Linked DNA regions of Hordeum vulgare: all the other regions are linked to region 3. Evidence: chromatin contacts called from public Hi-C and HiChIP or PLAC-seq data. All regions are on one chromosome and are shown on one strand. The core of a region is the stretch at or near the end of the contact, and the rest is flanking DNA. Distances in the headings are between cores, read along the strand shown. Region 1 holds the start of LOC123402618 (soluble starch synthase 2-2, chloroplastic/amyloplastic-like). Region 2 holds the start of LOC123401542 (geranylgeranyl diphosphate reductase, chloroplastic). Region 3 holds the start of LOC123403415 (ATPase GET3B).

What was found. Hi-C and Micro-C count contacts between places; a contact is called where the count stands out from the background. HiChIP or PLAC-seq counts read pairs in DNA pulled down with a chosen protein or histone mark.
Region 1: a Hi-C map of seedling shows a contact between it and region 3, with 3 times the contacts expected there. The contact joins the promoter of LOC123402618 here to the promoter of LOC123403415 in region 3. A contact is called at or near these places in 2 of 6 Hi-C or Micro-C datasets (leaf and seedling) and 1 of 1 datasets of contacts at active chromatin or transcription factors (embryo).
Region 2: a contact with region 3 is called in an H3K4me3 HiChIP or PLAC-seq map of embryo, with 5 times the contacts expected there. The contact joins the promoter of LOC123401542 here to the promoter of LOC123403415 in region 3. A contact is called at or near these places in 1 of 6 Hi-C or Micro-C datasets (leaf) and 1 of 1 datasets of contacts at active chromatin or transcription factors (embryo).

Annotation. Positions count from the first base shown.
Region 1 is chr6H:506,476,048-506,479,031 of MorexV3_pseudomolecules_assembly, forward strand. It overlaps LOC123402618 (soluble starch synthase 2-2, chloroplastic/amyloplastic-like), which reads left to right and starts at 1,426. Exons shown (of 8, transcript XM_045096556.1): 1 at 1,426-2,072; 2 at 2,314-2,638; 3 at 2,738-2,802. The coding sequence starts at 1,800.
Region 2 is chr6H:506,371,762-506,374,884 of MorexV3_pseudomolecules_assembly, forward strand. It overlaps LOC123401542 (geranylgeranyl diphosphate reductase, chloroplastic), which reads right to left and starts at 1,819. Exons shown (of 3, transcript XM_045095369.1): 1 at 1,212-1,819; 2 at 243-698; 3 at 1-146. The coding sequence starts at 1,708.
Region 3 is chr6H:506,091,459-506,094,527 of MorexV3_pseudomolecules_assembly, forward strand. It overlaps LOC123403415 (ATPase GET3B), which reads left to right and starts at 1,595. Exons shown (of 10, transcript XM_045097348.1): 1 at 1,595-1,939; 2 at 2,032-2,094; 3 at 2,486-2,596; 4 at 2,750-2,824; 5 at 2,915-2,983; 6 at 3,058-3,069. The coding sequence starts at 1,595.

The DNA of each region.
Region 1 (2,984 bases), core at 176-2,675, 380 kb after region 3:
CCCGACGAGAGTGGGCGGCAATGGGACGAACACGGCCGCTACGGAACACGGGTTTCTTTTTATTTTTCGGATCACATGCGTTGACAAAAGGGGGAAGAAAAAGAACCCAGATGTGACGATTGTGGGACCTCCTATACGGCGCTGCACATGTCGGTTTGCCCTCCTCGCACTTGCAGCGCGCTGCATTGAGCCGCCCCATCAAACAGCTCGGCGCCCCTGCAGGCCCTGAAAAAGTTCATTAATTTTTGAAAAATAAAGTACAACGATTTTGCAAAAAAGTTGTTTAAATGGAAAAAATGTTGACAGATTTGAAATATAATAATAATAATAAAATTTGAAAGAAAATTATCACATTTGATAAAGGTTCATTATTTTTATAAAAAGTTCAATAATTTTGAAAACGTTCATCAAATTTTGAAAAAAAGTTAATCAGTTTTCAAAAAAGTTCAAGGAATTTGAAATAAGTTCATCAAAATAAAAAAAATCCAAAAAAAGTTCTTCAAATTTGAAAAAAGTTAATGATTTTCAAAAAAAGTTCAACAAATTTGAAAAAAGTTCATCAAAATATTTTAAAAAGTTCATTGAATTTGAAAAAAGCCTATATTTATTTTTAGAAAATCAATGAATTAAAAAATCATTAATTTTGAAAACATTCATCAAATTTTTAAAAAGTTCGTCATATTTTTAAAAAGTTCATCAAATGTGAAAAAAGTTCATTTTTTTTTTAAAAGTTCATCGAATTAAATAAATTCATTGAATTTGAGAAAAAGTTCATCAAATTTTTAAAAACGTTAATTTGACTAGAAAAGGTTTGGTGAATTTGAAAAGAAAGTTTACGAACTATAAAAAATCATCGAGCCATGAAGAAAAAAAAGGAAAAAAAGAGATGAAATAAGAGAAGCAAACAATGAAAAACAAAAGCAAAAATGAAAAACAAAGCAAAACGAAAAACAGAAGCAAAAAACAGAAACTAAAGAAAAAGTGTAAAAAAAAATTAGTCATCAGATCGGGTTCAGTGACGCGGTGGTTACTGCATGTTAACCCGATCTGGACCGGCCCAGCGCGGGTCGCTGCGGGTGTCCGTTAACAAAATTGTACTGTAACAGCGCCTGTAGCGTCAAATAGGAATTCTAGACGGTTGCAACTAGACAAATGGAAGGATAGGATAGTGACCGGCCTAAATTTAGCACGGCGCACCGGCGCCTATCGTTGCCCAAAAGAAAACTGTGGAGTCCAAGAGCCCGTGACGCGAAGTCCCCAATCCTACACGGCACATGGGTACATAAACTACAGCGGTTCCCGTGGACCCAGAGCGACGCTTGACCAATGAGCAGCGGCCACCATTACACGTGACGCACGTTGCTGGCAAGCCTGGTCCCACCCGTCATCCACAGGCCGTGTCAAGACCATAAAAAAAAAAAAAGAGCCAACACTCCGCCGTTCACTCACCTCTACTCGTCGCCTTCCTCGGCGCGGGCGCTCTAGCTCGTCCCCGTCTCGGCCTCCGAGCTCCACCACACAAGCCGCTCGCCTGTCCCTGGCCTCCAGATCCCCCGCCTCCCGGACCCCCACTCCGTGCCGCCGCAAAAGCCTGCAGCCACACGCACCCATCGCAGATCTTTCTTCCACCCGCGCTTAATTTCCCTCGTGCTCGCGCCGCTCGCCGTCGCCCTCACTTCGTCCGAGCTTAATCTCCCGCAAAAACGTGCAGCCACACCTACTTCCCCGCCTTGTTTGCTCGGCTATTTCCCTTCAGCCCGCAGCGCGCGACCTCTGGCTCTGGCGTGTCGGATCCCGTGATGTCGGGGTACATCGCTTCCTCGTCCGCGGCGTTCCTTTTGCTCGTGGCCTCCTCCTCCTCCTGCTCCTCCTCGTCGCCGCGGCGCTGGCGGAGCTGCTCCCCGCGCCCTTACGGCGGTGCCGCCGATACGCGGCTGCATTGGGCGCGGCGAGGATTTTCTCGAGACGGGCCGGTGCCGTGCCGCCGCCCCTGCGCGGCAGCTGGTGGCGAGGAGGGCGCGGCGGCAGGGGAGAGCTCGGAGGGGGTCTCTGGGCAGCGCGCCAAGGTCAAGGTTGGTAACGCTATCATTCCCTCTTTTCCGTTCGAAGTTTCTGCACATGCTTTGCTTGTCAGAACGAGGTTTATTTTTAGTGCAAAAAGCGCAGTTTAGTCGCCCTTTCTGTTGGGAAATGTAGCCTCCCTCACGTGCAGGTTTTGCCATGCGTTTTTCCCTTCAGAATTTTGTTACTGCGCGGCATTGCCCTTGATGCTTTCTTATGCTGAATTGCTAATGGATTCCGCTTCCTAACCAGGCTGCTGAAAATAAGGATGCTGCTTCACAAAAATCAGTTGCATCTGCACCCAGGCTAGACAGTAGAGTTGCAGAGCAAAATGGGGCAGCTGGGATCAGATCCAAAGCCGATCCTTCAGCTCCTGTCTCGGCGGCGGCATCAGGTTATTGGAAAGACGTTGTTGTCGCTGAACAGGTTGGGGCTATGGTTGACACCGGTGGAGATGCAGCAGAAGTGTCGAGTTCTCCGGTCGACAGTGAGAACAAGGGGTCTGGTCCTTTGGCTGGCCCGAATGTGATGAATGTCATCGTTGTGGCTTCTGAGTGTGCTCCTTTCTGTAAAACAGGCATGCATACATAAACTTAGCAAATAGACTTGGCATGGTCGCATGGACTACTCTTAAACTTGTGTTAATTTGTTCTCTGACTGCTGATATCATGCATAGGTGGGCTTGGAGATGTTGTGGGTGCTTTACCCAAGGCTCTGGCAAGAAGAGGGCATCGTGTTATGGTACTCGCTCCTCTGCTCTTCTCTTTGGCCCATCTTGCAAACTGAAAGAACACGATTTACTTAATTACTAGATGAATTATTGATATAAAATGTAACCACATTTTGAATGCTACACTCTCCATAAGGGGTTACACACTTGCACATGCTAAACCAGGTGTTATGCAGCTGTGCTTGAGCAACAT
Region 2 (3,123 bases), core at 569-3,068, 280 kb after region 3:
CCACCAGCCGCGTCCCGTTCGCCGACCCGGCCACGATCGCCTCCGCGCACATCCGCCCGCTCTTGGCCGCGAAGTAGATCCCCTCGCCGGAGCACTTGGTCACGTACCCCGCCGCGTCGCCGACCAGTGTCACACGCCCCGACACCCTGACGATGGTCCAACACGATGAGTGAGACCCCAGTTGATCGGGTAAAAACTAAAAATTCGTTGTTGCAAGAAACGGAGGAAAAGTTTGTGCCTACCTCTTGGGCCTGGGGTGCTCGGGGATGGGGTGAGCCTCGACGCGGATGATCTTGCCGCCCTCGATCTTGTCCTTGGCGCGGAGGCGGGTGGCGGCCTGGAACTTCTTGATGTCGGCCTTGTGGGTGACGGTGCCGGTGCCGACGGCGACGTGGTCGCACTTGGGGAACACCCAGCCGTAGAAGTCGGGGGAGACGTCGTCGCCGACGTACATCTCGGCGCGCTCCTCGTAGTAGCGCATCTTGTCGTCGGGGATCTTAACGCGCTCCTGGAACGCGATGGCGTACTCGTAGTCGCCCGCGCCCATATCCTTGGCCACGCGCGAGTTGGCGCCGTCCGCGCCCACGATCGCGTCCACCTCGAACGACCGCTTCTCGCCGCCCACCTTGCCGTTGGAGCTGTCGTAGTGGTTGTAGTGCACCGTGTACGTGCCGTTGCGCTCCTTGGGCTCCTCGTACCTGCGCCAGGATAAGATCGATCAGACACTGTTTACGTCATAAACACAGGGATGAGCCACAGCTTATTCACAACGGCACTTGATTAGCCACTGACTTTCTACAACAATATGGCTGTGAATTTAGCATTGCATGTGTATTTCAGTTTGTTCAGTTCATATGTCAAATATGAAATGATTTTCAGTTAGTAATCTTGCATAGGTACTACTCCAGCTAGTAATAAGCTGAGCATGGACTGTTGACACACATGCATACGGGCCAAATACAGTAGTCGACGAAGGTGAAGCTACAAAGACAGAGTCTCTCCTCTCGCGTTTTAAGTTATCATGTAATTCTAATGCTACCGCCACCCAATTCTGACATTGCCGCACTTCACTTATGCTCGGTAATATATTGTCAGAATGAAATCCTACACAATGGCACGAGAAGTGGAGAACTAGTACTGGCATGCTCAAAAAGTCAAAATCTTGCATATGAATTAGTATGATGGACGCAAGGAATGGTATGTATGCATACCTTAGGAAGAGACCATTGAGGACCTCGGCGCCGGCCTTCTGCGCGCGGGTACGGAGGAAGTCGTCGAGCACCTCGCGCCTGACCATGCCAATGTACTCGTGCGGCGCGAGCGTGCGGCCGATGTCGACGGCGACGTTGGAGGGCGAAATCATCTTCATCTTGGTGACCCTTCTGTCGACGAGGTCCAGCGGCAGGTCGAACTCGGACACCATGCAGAGCGGGATGGCCCCGCCGCACGGCTTGCAGTTGTCCATCTTCCGCTCGATGAGCACCGTCTCCACGCCGCCCTTGGCGAGCGCCTCCGCCGCCGCGCCGCCCGCGGGGCCACCTCCCACCACCGCCACCCGCAGCTTCCGCCCGCCGGGGAGCTTGGGGCTCGACGTCGCCGCGCGGGTCACGAGGAGCTGCGACCTCCTCCCGCCCGCCGGCCGCGCCCGGCAGGAGGAAGGGAGGAAGGTGGCGCGCGCCGTGGCCGCGGACGAGGAGAGGGACGTCATTCTTGCCCCGGTGAGCTCCTCGGCTGGCTCGAGCTCGACGTGCGGTGGGGAGGGAGCGAGCGAGTGTGAGGGTCGGTGAGGCGCGAGCAGGGCACGCACACGTAGTGCGTACTAGTGAAGTGGGGCGGAGAGGCCGAGGATAGGATGAGGCCGTGAGGGGGATCGCGGGGGAGGCCGGCCGTCGGATCGGCGCCGTGGACGGCCTGGATCGCGCGTGTGGATGAGGTTTCTGTGTGCTTTCGCTTTTGCCGCTCGGCCCGCGCGAGTGGACGTGGTTTTGCCAAGTCGGACGAGCTTGTTTGTATCGTTGTGTTGTGTACTCTGATGAGTAATGGGCGATGGTTTGCCACGTTAAAAACATTCTCAAAAATGATGTCCAATAAACACTTATATGCACGTCACTTTTGCTTTGGAAAACGGCATATGCATGTCAGGCCCGTCCTTGCATCAAGACCACCATGCATCCGTCCAGGTCGTCCGTCCTTGCGACGAGACTACACATGATGCATCGTCCATGTCGTCCAGTCCATCGTCTCGGCTAGCGTCGAAAACTTGGCATCCATCACCCGGCCGGACTCTGCCGCTGACGGTCACGGGCTCCGCAAGCAGACGACCTCGCGTGTTAGTGGTTAAGCGAGTTCCGACGACATCGTGAGTTAGTGGCTAGCCGTGGTAGAGGATGGTGTTTGGCCACGTCATAATATGTGTTCATAACTTTCTTCTTTCTATTACTAGTTTCTACATGCCAGCACTGAATGGTGTAATCGGCTTGAATATTATCTTCCGACGTTCCATCAACAACCAGAAAATAAGAATAGCTACAATGGCAACTTCAGTGTGCTAAAGAAAATGCTTTCAAAAGACTCTCAGACTGGATTAAATTTTTTACTTTGTGCGGGGTGAAAGAAGTTCTATAAAATCAATCATTCAAGTTCTACCTGTGTACGCTATGATAATTTCTGGATTCCCGGCTTCTCTTGCTGAGGAGTTATCCTGGCTTATCACGAACTTTAGATGGAGAGATAAGGAAGATAGAAGAAAAATTCATTGGTTAGCGTGGGAGTAAGGGTCGAATGGGATTTCGTGACCTCAGATTATTTAACCAGCCTCTTCTAGCTAAACATTGTTTGGCATTTGTTGGGTTGTTCGGATTCGTTTTGTGCAAAATTGATGAAGGCAAAGTATTATCCTGAGGGACATATTCTTTATATTGTGTTTTCGCATTTTACATCGGTGACTTGGCAAGGAATTATGCATTGCTTGGAACTTCTTAAGGAAGATGGCATATGACGAGTGTGTGATGGCTTTAGCATTAATATTTGAAGGGTGGTTACCAAGTGAAAGGACGTGGATGTCGTCTATAGGGGGGAGGGGGTGAATAGGCGCTTTAAAATAATTTCGGTTTAGGCTTGAAC
Region 3 (3,069 bases), core at 345-2,844:
TATGAACAAAATTTGAAAAACTGAAACTTTTAAGGGAGCTGCTAGGCGTCCATCGGTGGATCCGTACTAAACATCCGTCACCCGAATGACCGTTCGATGTACGTGCCCGTAGCCGTCCGATCTACCTGCTCGCACACGGCTCGGTCGTCTCCCCCGACCAATTAATTCCCGAAGCAACGGTCTAGTTACAGAAACAACGGCCGCGTTGCAGAAATAATTTCTAAAACAAAGGCCGCGTTGCAGAAATAATTACTGAAACAACGGTCCCGTTGGATGGGAGCGAGTATTGGCGAACACCGTGTCGGCGCCGCAACGACGACCGTCTCCCCCCCCCACACACACACTGCTCCTCCTGCCATGCCTTGATGCGCTCCTCGAGCGCCCTGCTTCTCTGATCTGCTCTACTCGCTCCCAGCGTCACCTCGCCGTCGACGCATTTGGGGTGCCTCCTAGGTGACTTCAGCTCCTTCGAGTATTGCTTGAAGCGCAGCTGCCCGTGGAGGACGTTGGAGTGGAACCAGAGCGAGTCTGGGCTTACAAAGATCTCGTCGCCCTCCATTTCTTCTACGGAATAGCTTCTTGTTATTGCTACAGGCGGCTGGGGTGGAGTGGAATTTGGAGGCCACCGAATTTTCAGGCTTGGTGTTCGGCCATGTCCGAGACCATCTTGCAAAAATTACAACAACTGGCCCATGTTGCAAAAATTACAACATGTTGTAAAAATTACGACATTTTCTGATCCATGTTGCAAAAATTACAACATATTACAAAAATTACGACATGTTCTAACCCGTGTTGCAAAAATTACAACATGTTGCAAAAAAAAATACGACATCTTTTGACTCATGTTGCAAAAATTACGACATTTTCTGATCGGTCGGATGAACCCTACTGTTACCCAGTACCAGGATTGTCTGTGCTAAAACAATAGATGAGTTGCATGAAACTATCATGAAACAACAGGTGAGTTGCAGGAAATTATCCTGAAACAATATGTGAGTTGCAGGAAAAATGAAAGCGGCTTTGATGAACGCGGGACACTCTCGACTGTCTGATCAACACATGATCGAACGGCCACGGAGCCGGCAGATGGACGCACGCGATCAGCCAGTAGAATGTAATATTTTTCCAACTTTTAAACCTTTTCTTAAAAGAAAGATAAATTTGAAAAACAAAACAAGAAAAATAAAGGAAAATGAACGGAAACAGGAAAAAGGAAAATAAAATTGAAAAAGAAAAAAGAAGAAGGAATGAAATAGAAACAGAAGAAAAGAAAAAGAAACGGCCAGAAATCCGAAAAAAACAGTAAAAATCCGGTTCGAGAACTTTCTAGAAGGTTCCCAAAACCGGGATCCAGTAGCACGTTTACGCTTTTGAAAATGGGCCGGGCCATGTCGTTCTCTCGTACTCTTTCCTTTGCGTTTCATCGGCAGTTTGCCGCAGTGAGCGTCCAGTAGGATATTCCGCATCGCGCTCCTCCTGTGCGAGAGACCGGCCTCGTCGTCCTCACTCGCCAGAAATCGACCAGAAGCTGAGAAGCGAAACCCGAACAGACGAGGCCATCCCCCCCCCCCCCCCACACCCCCCATCCACGATGCTCGCGACAGCCTCGCCGCACCTCCACGCCGCGGCGCATCGCCTCTCCCTGGCGGCGCCCGCGCGCCTCCCGTTAAGGCGCCCCCTCCGCTACCCGTCGCTGCGCCTGCGCGCCTCGGCCGCGGCGGAGGCCGCCCCGTCCGCGAAGGAGGGGGCCGAGGCGCTGGGGTTCGAGGAGATGGCCGCCCGCACGACGCGGCGGTACTACATGCTCGGCGGGAAGGGGGGCGTCGGGAAGACGAGCTGCGCGGCGTCGCTGGCCGTGCGCTTCGCCAACAGCGGCCATCCCACCCTCGTTGTCTCCACCGACCCTGCCCACTCGCTGAGCGATTCGTTTGCGCAGGTCGACCACCAGCCTCCAGCACCTCCAGTGACTTTGCTCCGGGTTTGTTCTCCTGATGTATTTGTAACATTGCCCCTGCCTGCGTGTTTTAGGATTTGACTGGCGGGGCTCTCGCACCTGTCGAAGGTACCGATTCGCCATTGTTTGCGCTTGAGGTGAGTAACATTGGTATGTCCACATTGAAACTCCGAAGCCAGCCTATGCTAATATGTTGGAGTGCTAATGTTTTGTGTTGTCTCGATAGTTCAAGTATACTCTGATAGTTCAGCCAACTTCTATCATTGATTTCCCTTGAAAAGTTTACATATCTAGTGTCCTTTTTCTATTGATGCAATGTTAACAGGACTACTTCCGTAAAACCATTTCAAATTTAGTAACATGGAAAACTCAACTCCTAAATTTGGGAGAAGATTCAGAGATCACAAGGGTTAAGTTCTGTGGATTCACAAGTAGTGGAGGGCTGGTTAATCATGTATATCACTTGGTCTGGACTCTAGAATCTCGAACTGCGTTGTTTAAATGTGACATTTTGCAACTCTGGCACAGATAAATCCTGAGAAGTCTCGTGAAGAGTTTCGGACAATAAATCAAAAGAATGGAGGGACCGGAGTAAAAGATTTCATGGATGGCATGGGCCTAGGGATTCTTGCTGAGCAGGTATATGGCAATTTTTTTTGTTCTTTTGCTACCAATACATCATTCCATGTCCATTACGTTCAGTCATAACTGTTCTCTTGTTTGTTATTATCCTGAATTGCTCCGTCCATTTTGTGTTTTACAGTTATCATGTTTATTCTTTATTAAATACAGCTTGGGGAGTTAAAACTGGGGGAGTTATTGGACACACCACCACCAGGATTGGATGAAGCAATAGCAATTTCAAAGGTAAAAAGAGATGGCTCCGGGCTTATATCTCCCTACTTCACCTGTTTCTTCCAGCTCTAGCTTATGATTTCCTATTTCATACTACACCAGGTTATACAATTCCTCGAAGCACCGGAGTATAGCATGTTTAGCCGCATTGTATTTGACACTGCTCCTACGGTAATGACCATATTTCTGTGAATCCAAAGTTGACTCTCGACAATCACATTATGATTTGCCTCACCCATTACCAGGGCCATACACTC